Regions from separate parts of the Danio rerio genome. Here region 2 is linked to region 1. The links are chromatin contacts, called in public HiChIP or PLAC-seq maps. All regions are on one chromosome and are shown on one strand. The core of a region is the stretch at or near the end of the contact, and the rest is flanking DNA. Distances in the headings are between cores, read along the strand shown.

What was found. HiChIP or PLAC-seq counts read pairs in DNA pulled down with a chosen protein or histone mark.
Region 2: a contact with region 1 is called in an H3K4me3 HiChIP or PLAC-seq map of embryo, with 2.2 times the contacts expected there. The contact joins the promoter of fam8a1b here to the promoter of pard6ga in region 1. A contact is called at or near these places in 1 of 18 Hi-C or Micro-C datasets (caudal fin) and 1 of 4 datasets of contacts at active chromatin or transcription factors (embryo).

Annotation. Positions count from the first base shown.
Region 1 is chr16:26,687,668-26,691,064 of GRCz12tu, reverse strand. pard6ga (par-6 family cell polarity regulator gamma a) reads left to right here and starts at 1,865. Exons shown (of 3, transcript NM_001130659.2): 1 at 1,865-2,338. The coding sequence starts at 2,273. It overlaps zgc:136493, which reads left to right. Exons shown (of 6, transcript NM_001045249.2): 6 at 250-801. The coding sequence ends at 403.
Region 2 is chr16:26,892,175-26,895,692 of GRCz12tu, reverse strand. fam8a1b (family with sequence similarity 8 member A1b) reads left to right here and starts at 2,058. Exons shown (of 5, transcript NM_001017551.2): 1 at 2,058-2,527. The coding sequence starts at 2,077. It overlaps zgc:110410, which reads left to right. Exons shown (of 10, transcript NM_001328372.2): 10 at 40-551. The coding sequence ends at 189.

The sequences.
Region 1 (3,397 bases), core at 616-3,115:
ACACAACTGTTTATATTCCTGCCAAACCGAAAGTCCTTCATTCTAACATTTTGCAAGCTCTATTATTTGTAATACATAATTAATAATATAAGACCTAGATGGTGAATAAATAATCAAATAATTATGGGCTTGTTTATGAAGTTTCTGTTACATATTTGCATTGAGAGCCATACAAAAATCATTCAACTGAATCATTAGTGTGTAAAATGCTGTAATATAATGACATGTGTTCTGACCTGTTATATTCAGGGATCACCCCCTGCTGTCCTTCCCAAATGTCATCGTCATGCCTCATATAGGAACACACACGTTGGAGACGTCTCAGCTCATGGTGGAGAGGATGGTGACCAATGCTTTGGCCATTCTAAACGAAGGCCAACTTCCTGATGAAGTCAAGGCATAGAGCCAGCTCACACAGCCATCTGGCCCTCCTGTTTTAAACCAGCAAAACAACAAAACTACTCCAACAGAAACGGCAGTCATTGCATTTTAAAGACAGATAGTGTAATCAGCAGTAAGCGTGATTATGTTTTGTGATTTTAAGTGTTATATACACAACATTAAAGATTGTGTTTGAATAAAGAGCTTATTAAAAGTTCATGTATTTGTGTCCAAAAAATATCTCCCATAATTGTAATCATAAAAAAATATCAAAACACTCGCTAGGGTTGGTTTTCAATGAATGTTGGTCAATTATGGTCTAATTAACCCAAGGGATGGTTTTGTCAATATTTTACCCACAGAATATATTTTTAGAATTTGTAAGAATTATTCAAAAATAAATTTCACAATACTGAAAAATGTGTCTTTTCATAGTTTTTGTACTGTATAAATGTTTTCATATCAATTATATAATGACTTTTTTTTTGTTGCATCTTTATTATGGGGTTATTACTTATCTGTTACTATATAGTATCACTGACTATATTGCTAGGTAAAACTGTATAATCTGGATTACATAGTTTACATAGTCAAGTTCCAAAAGTGCAGTGTTTGTAATTAGAAATTACATTTTTAAAATGCTCATAATCAGATTATAAGTACATCTTATGCATGGCATGATCACAGCTGATTCATAAAATAAGTTTGTTTTTGTACATTATTGATTGATTCACTCTCTGAAAAAAATATTATTGCTGTGTGTTCAAACTACTTATTTAAAATGTGCTGAGATGTCTTGAGTTTTTTGGTGACATTTTAATTGTTTTATGTTCAATCCACTTAAATGTGTATTCATTCATTCATATATGTTTAGGCTTAGTCCCTTTATTAATCTGGGGTCTCCACAGCGGAATAAACCACCAATTTATCCAGCATACGTTTTGCAGCGGATGCCCTTACAGCCGCAACCCAGCACTGAGAAACACCCATACACTTAAACGTGTAAAACACTTTAATTAATTTAAGCAATTTATTTTGGGGCAACTAGAAGGAATTGTCTGGAGCCCAACAATTTTCCACAGTGCTCTAATCATATTATTATCATATCAGTGCGGTCTCTAAAATATTGCACTGCATCTTTTTGTTTAGCTTCATTGTTTAAAAAATGGCAGTGTTAATGATTGTGATCAGCATTTGCAATCTGTGATTCAGAATTTGAAAACAAATGTTAAAATATAAGCAAGTTGTGTTAAAAGTCACTAGTTGCGTAACCTAAAAAAGAACTCTGTATTATTGTATCATTACAATTTTCATCATATAATTTGTAATCATTAACAGACTGCAGTTTATAAATAATCTCAGCTGTCACTATGTAACATCTATAGTATTCATATAAAATTTTCAAAGTGATTTCTATAAATATTTGAGTATGAGGGTAGTTTTATATATTTAATAGTTATGTGTAGCTAATAGATTTTGTGTTGGTACAGCATGAATTGTGTGGAATATTGCATTTTTATAGTGTAGCTCATGATAAAAATGTAGGCTATTATGACATATTATGTCATTTTTCCTGCGGAGAAATGAGGACAAGTGTCCATGTATTGAGGGGGGGGAAATATGATGCAATAAAAATTCTTTTTGTCCTTGACCATTTGTTTAGTCAGCACGTTTCACAAACTCAATGTTGCATGTTTATCCAAAATGAAGAAGCCTATTAGCCGCCTAATGTCAGGAAATTATGTCATTGTTTCCGTGTTGTCCTGTAGTTTACAAGAGCTTCGTCCTGCTTTTCCGCGTTTTGAGGGATGCGAGTCCTGCTGAGCTGCACAAACCCGCGCGGTGTCTGTACAGCGGGACTCAGTCCAGCGCTCGCCGCTCACCAGACAACATGAACCGGCCGATCAGAAAGGCTCATTCGCTGCGCTGCTGCTCGATGCTCGAGGTCAAGAGTAAAGTAAGTTTCTTTATTCTCATTACTGATAGCTGCAGCGTCCGTTTCTGTTAAACTTAGGGTATTTTAGTTTAAATTATAACTCGCTCTTCATCCTTACTTTTCAGATATGTGTATATATTGTCCCAATGCTTATTTGGGTTTCTTCAGCACCCATCAGACTGAAGGGAAATCCCTTTAAAAGACCTAAACAATCAAAAACGCAAACACAATATCCAGAAGCAGCACACTTCTGAAATATGTCCATTGTTTCAGCTGATTGAAAACTGTCCAGGTCTATTTCTGAAGCTCACAGTAAAAAAACTTTCAGGTCATGAATTTTCATTTTGAAAAAATAAATAAATAAATAAAATTGCCTTATAAAATATTAAAAAAAAACATTGAAAATGATCATAGTAAACTATAAACCCAAGCAAATAACTAATTGCCGATTTATTACAAAATGACTAATTTCAAAAATCTTAATATAATTTAATTTAACATGCAAATGATTAAATCTAAATAAATAAAAAAGTAATTAAAACTATATACACACTGTATTTTTTAAAGAAAAAAGTCGAGAAATACTTTTATACAATTATATAAAGTTGTTGTATATAAATGTGTAATAGAAATTGTATAATATAATATAAATTGTTGTATATAAAGTCAAATTTATTAGCCCTCCTGTGAAGTTTGTATTCTTTTTCAAATATTTCCCATGTGATGTTTAACATATATGAACATACTTACAGTATTTTCTATAATATATTTGTTTCTTTTAGAAAAAGTCTTATTTATTTTAACTTGTCTGGAATAAAAGCAGTTTTATATTTATATATTTTATAACCATTTTAAGTTCATTATTATTAGCCCCCTTAAGAAGTATTACTTTGAAGAATGGCAACAAAACACACAACTAATGACAAATAACTTGCATAGTTAACAACAACCTAGTTACGATCTTTAAATTGCACTAGGCTGAATACTAGTTTCTTGAAAAATAACTACAGTAAAATATTGTGAATGGTCATCATGACAAAAACAAACATTAGAAATTAGTCCTTAAAACTAATATGCATA
Region 2 (3,518 bases), core at 809-3,308, 200 kb before region 1:
GCTGTCCTCATCTTACTCCTTTTCTGTATCTGTCTTAAGTACTTGGTGATTGACACACAGCTCATACTGGGAGGAAAGCACAAATACAGCATCAGTCCAGAAGAGTACATCTTTGCTGCTTTGAACTTGTACATTGATATTGTCACAATATTCTTATTATTGCTTCAATTAATTGGGTTCTGTCGTTGATATGGTTTGTCAACATCATTATTGCTGCCGTATTCAGCATCAGGCTTGGGATTTGCTATACATTTTACCTCAATTTTTGTTGAAACATGACTCCATTGTTTCTGTAAAATAATATAAGTCAAACAGAATTTAATTAGAATTTTTATATATGTAAATGAGATATGATAATATATTTGTCTGTAAAAATGCTATTAAAAAGAATACAATAATTGTTAACTTAAGGTAAATAACGTAAATTAGCTATGTTTAAAAGTATTAAAAATATAAATATGGCGTACGTTTTGTGTTTTGAGATACATTTTTACCAAAATAAAAATAAAAAAATTACTCCATTGTGTAACTCAATAAAATCTTTGCTACAATCCCTTTGCTATTTTTGTATATTGTTGGGATATGTAATCAATTCTATGCGTGTTCATTAAAAAAGGTCAAGAGAGATTTTTCTTCAATATCTAAAAAAATATTAGTAATTAATTGGATACATATAAATAATTTGGTTCACAGAATTCTTTTATCCTCAATGCAGTGCAAAATTTACATTCAGGAGATGCAACCAATTTTATTTCCTGACTGATATTAACAGGTGGAGTTTAGTGGAATTTGTCACTTGTCAATCATTCTCCAGTCCTCCATTGGCCGCACCCATACATACGTCCTCTTTTTCTATGAATTCTCTGCACAACATGAAAAGCCTAAGTTTCAAGACATTTCTGCGGACAGGAAGTTTAGCTGCAGTGCTCAAGTTAATCAGGCCTTTCCATTTCGTTCAGCTTCATCTACTTCTGCAAAAATGCTTCATTAGTATACAAAGCATATCACACTCAACAGGGAGTTCAGTTGATATATCACCTTAAAAGTAATACAAATATAATTGTTTAATAAAATTAAAAAGAGACAGAAATATGTTTAAAATATATATTCCCTTTCCCCAAAAACATATAAGCTATATATAATTTTGGAACACTAAAACCTTAAAGCTATATAGACACAATGTAATTTTTAGGAAGTTAAAAATGGAATGTCAACTGTTACTTGAAAATATGCAGAAATCAATTTATAAACAAAATATTGCCACAAAACTATAGAAAGTGATCCAGTAACATCCTACTATTTTTCTTTTGGTTGAAAGGAGGCTAATGATGGTGCAAAACCAGAGAGTATTACTCCACATTTCACACGTCCATCTACCAAACACAAGCAGCTGTTATGAATCATGTCTAAGTATATGCTAACAATTTTATTGTATATTATGTCAGATTAAAGGGATCATCATTCAGCTTAGCTGTGAGGCGTCAGTGCTAACCAATGAGCCACCATGTCTGCCATTAAAGGGATAGTTCACAAAAATGAATTTACTCACTATTTACTGACCTTCACGTGGTTATAAACCTTTGAGTTTCTTTCTTCTGTTGAACAAAAAAGAGAATATTTTGAAGAAAGTTGAAAACCATTGACCAGATATCAATGGATACAGGTTTCCACCTTTCTTCAAAATATCTTCTTTTGTATTTAACAAACAAAAATAAACTAAAACATGCTTGGAATAAGTGAAGGGAGGGTAAATTATGACAGAATTAAATTTTTGTGATGAACTGTCTCTTTAAGGGGGTGACACACCTTACCTTGCTTTCTCCTATGTTGTGTAAAAAAAGAAAAATATTTTATTAATCTTCTTTGAAAATCAACGTCTATTTATGAAAACATTTTGCATTTATAAGTTTATCTAGTTTCTTTTTATGAGTTATAAACAGCCTATCAACACTTAAAATACTGGTTACAACCACATAGTTCGGCTTTAATAAATAGTCCCCCACTCTTATTATGCATCAAAAAAAATTCCGGAAGTTGATCAAATCGTTACCGACTTCGTCACAAAACAAAAGTGTCATGGCGGAGTTTAATGAAAACGCTCGCGACAAGGAAAAATCGCCAGGAGAGAGCGAAAATATGAAAACGTCGATTCGTGAGCCCTCGTCCCAGGGCAAACAAGTGAACTCGACCGCTGTCAACACTACCGAGTACTGCGAGAAACTGCAGGAGTGGATGTGGCAGTACTACTGCAGCTATATGAACTGGCAGAGCTGGATAGCCATGTCTGCGCTTTCCTTCCCACCGTGTTTCCCCGCACAAGGAGCGACTGAATCGCACGGGACGACGGCATGGGGAACAGATATGTCAAATGGAGACCTTCGTAACTGGCTTAACAACCCGTTTGGGTTTCCTGCTGCAGCGGTAAATGTAGCAGTTCCAGCAAACGGACAGAGTTCTGCAGCTCCAGCCACTGCACCTGCGCAGATACTACAACAACAACAAGCTAATGGAAACGCTCAACAGCCAGGTGATACTGTCCAGTCAACTGTTCATCATCTTTATTTGCAATTAAAAGTGACAGCTACAGTTCTCTGTTTTGACTATTGCCTAAAAACTGACAGCTCAGCTGTCAGACGAGTATGAACGAATCTTTCTGCACAGTGTATTTAAGTGGTGCATATTTTAGATTGTACTTAGTCATGCACATATATAGAACTATTACTTTATAAAAAGGAAAATTTAAGTAAGCATTTCATTGACATTCACATTTTTATTAGCACAATTACATGTGACACACTGAAGACTATCAGCATCATTACTATACTAGAGTACTGATGCTGAAAATTCAGCTTTTTTTAGCACAATATTAAGTTGCCGCATTTAATAATATATTAAAATAGAAACGGTTAAACAATTTCACATTATTATTTTATTGTATGACCATTAGTAATAATTATATTACTAAACAATTATACATACAGGCAGCATGGTGGCTCAGTGGTTAGCACTTTCACCTCACAGCAAGAAGGTCGCTTGTTTAAGTCCCGGCTGGGTTTTACAAAGAAATGCGCTGTAAGTGAATTAGATGAACTAAATTGGCCGTAGTGTATGAGTGTGTATAGGTGTTTCCCAGTACTGGGTTGTGGCTGGATGGGCATCCGCTGTGTAAAACATATGCTGGAATAGTTGGCAGCTCATTCTGCTGTGGTGACCCCTGATAAATAAGGGACTAAGCCAAAGAAGAATAAACAAATGAATAATGAATGAATCAATTATACATACAATATATAAACTGTATTGTTATCGCTTCATTGTGTAAACATTGGAGCTGCATTATGTATCATTTGAGCATCTATATAACAATCTGTGTGTCTGCAATATATATGCAATGTCGAGTTGGGATTATAGACGACCAGGAACCACGGGTCAAAACACATGAGATTTGTGGGGGCTCTCTTTAAGCACAGTAGAGTGAAAAATAATTATTATTTGCATGTGTTTTTAAGGCATGTGACTGA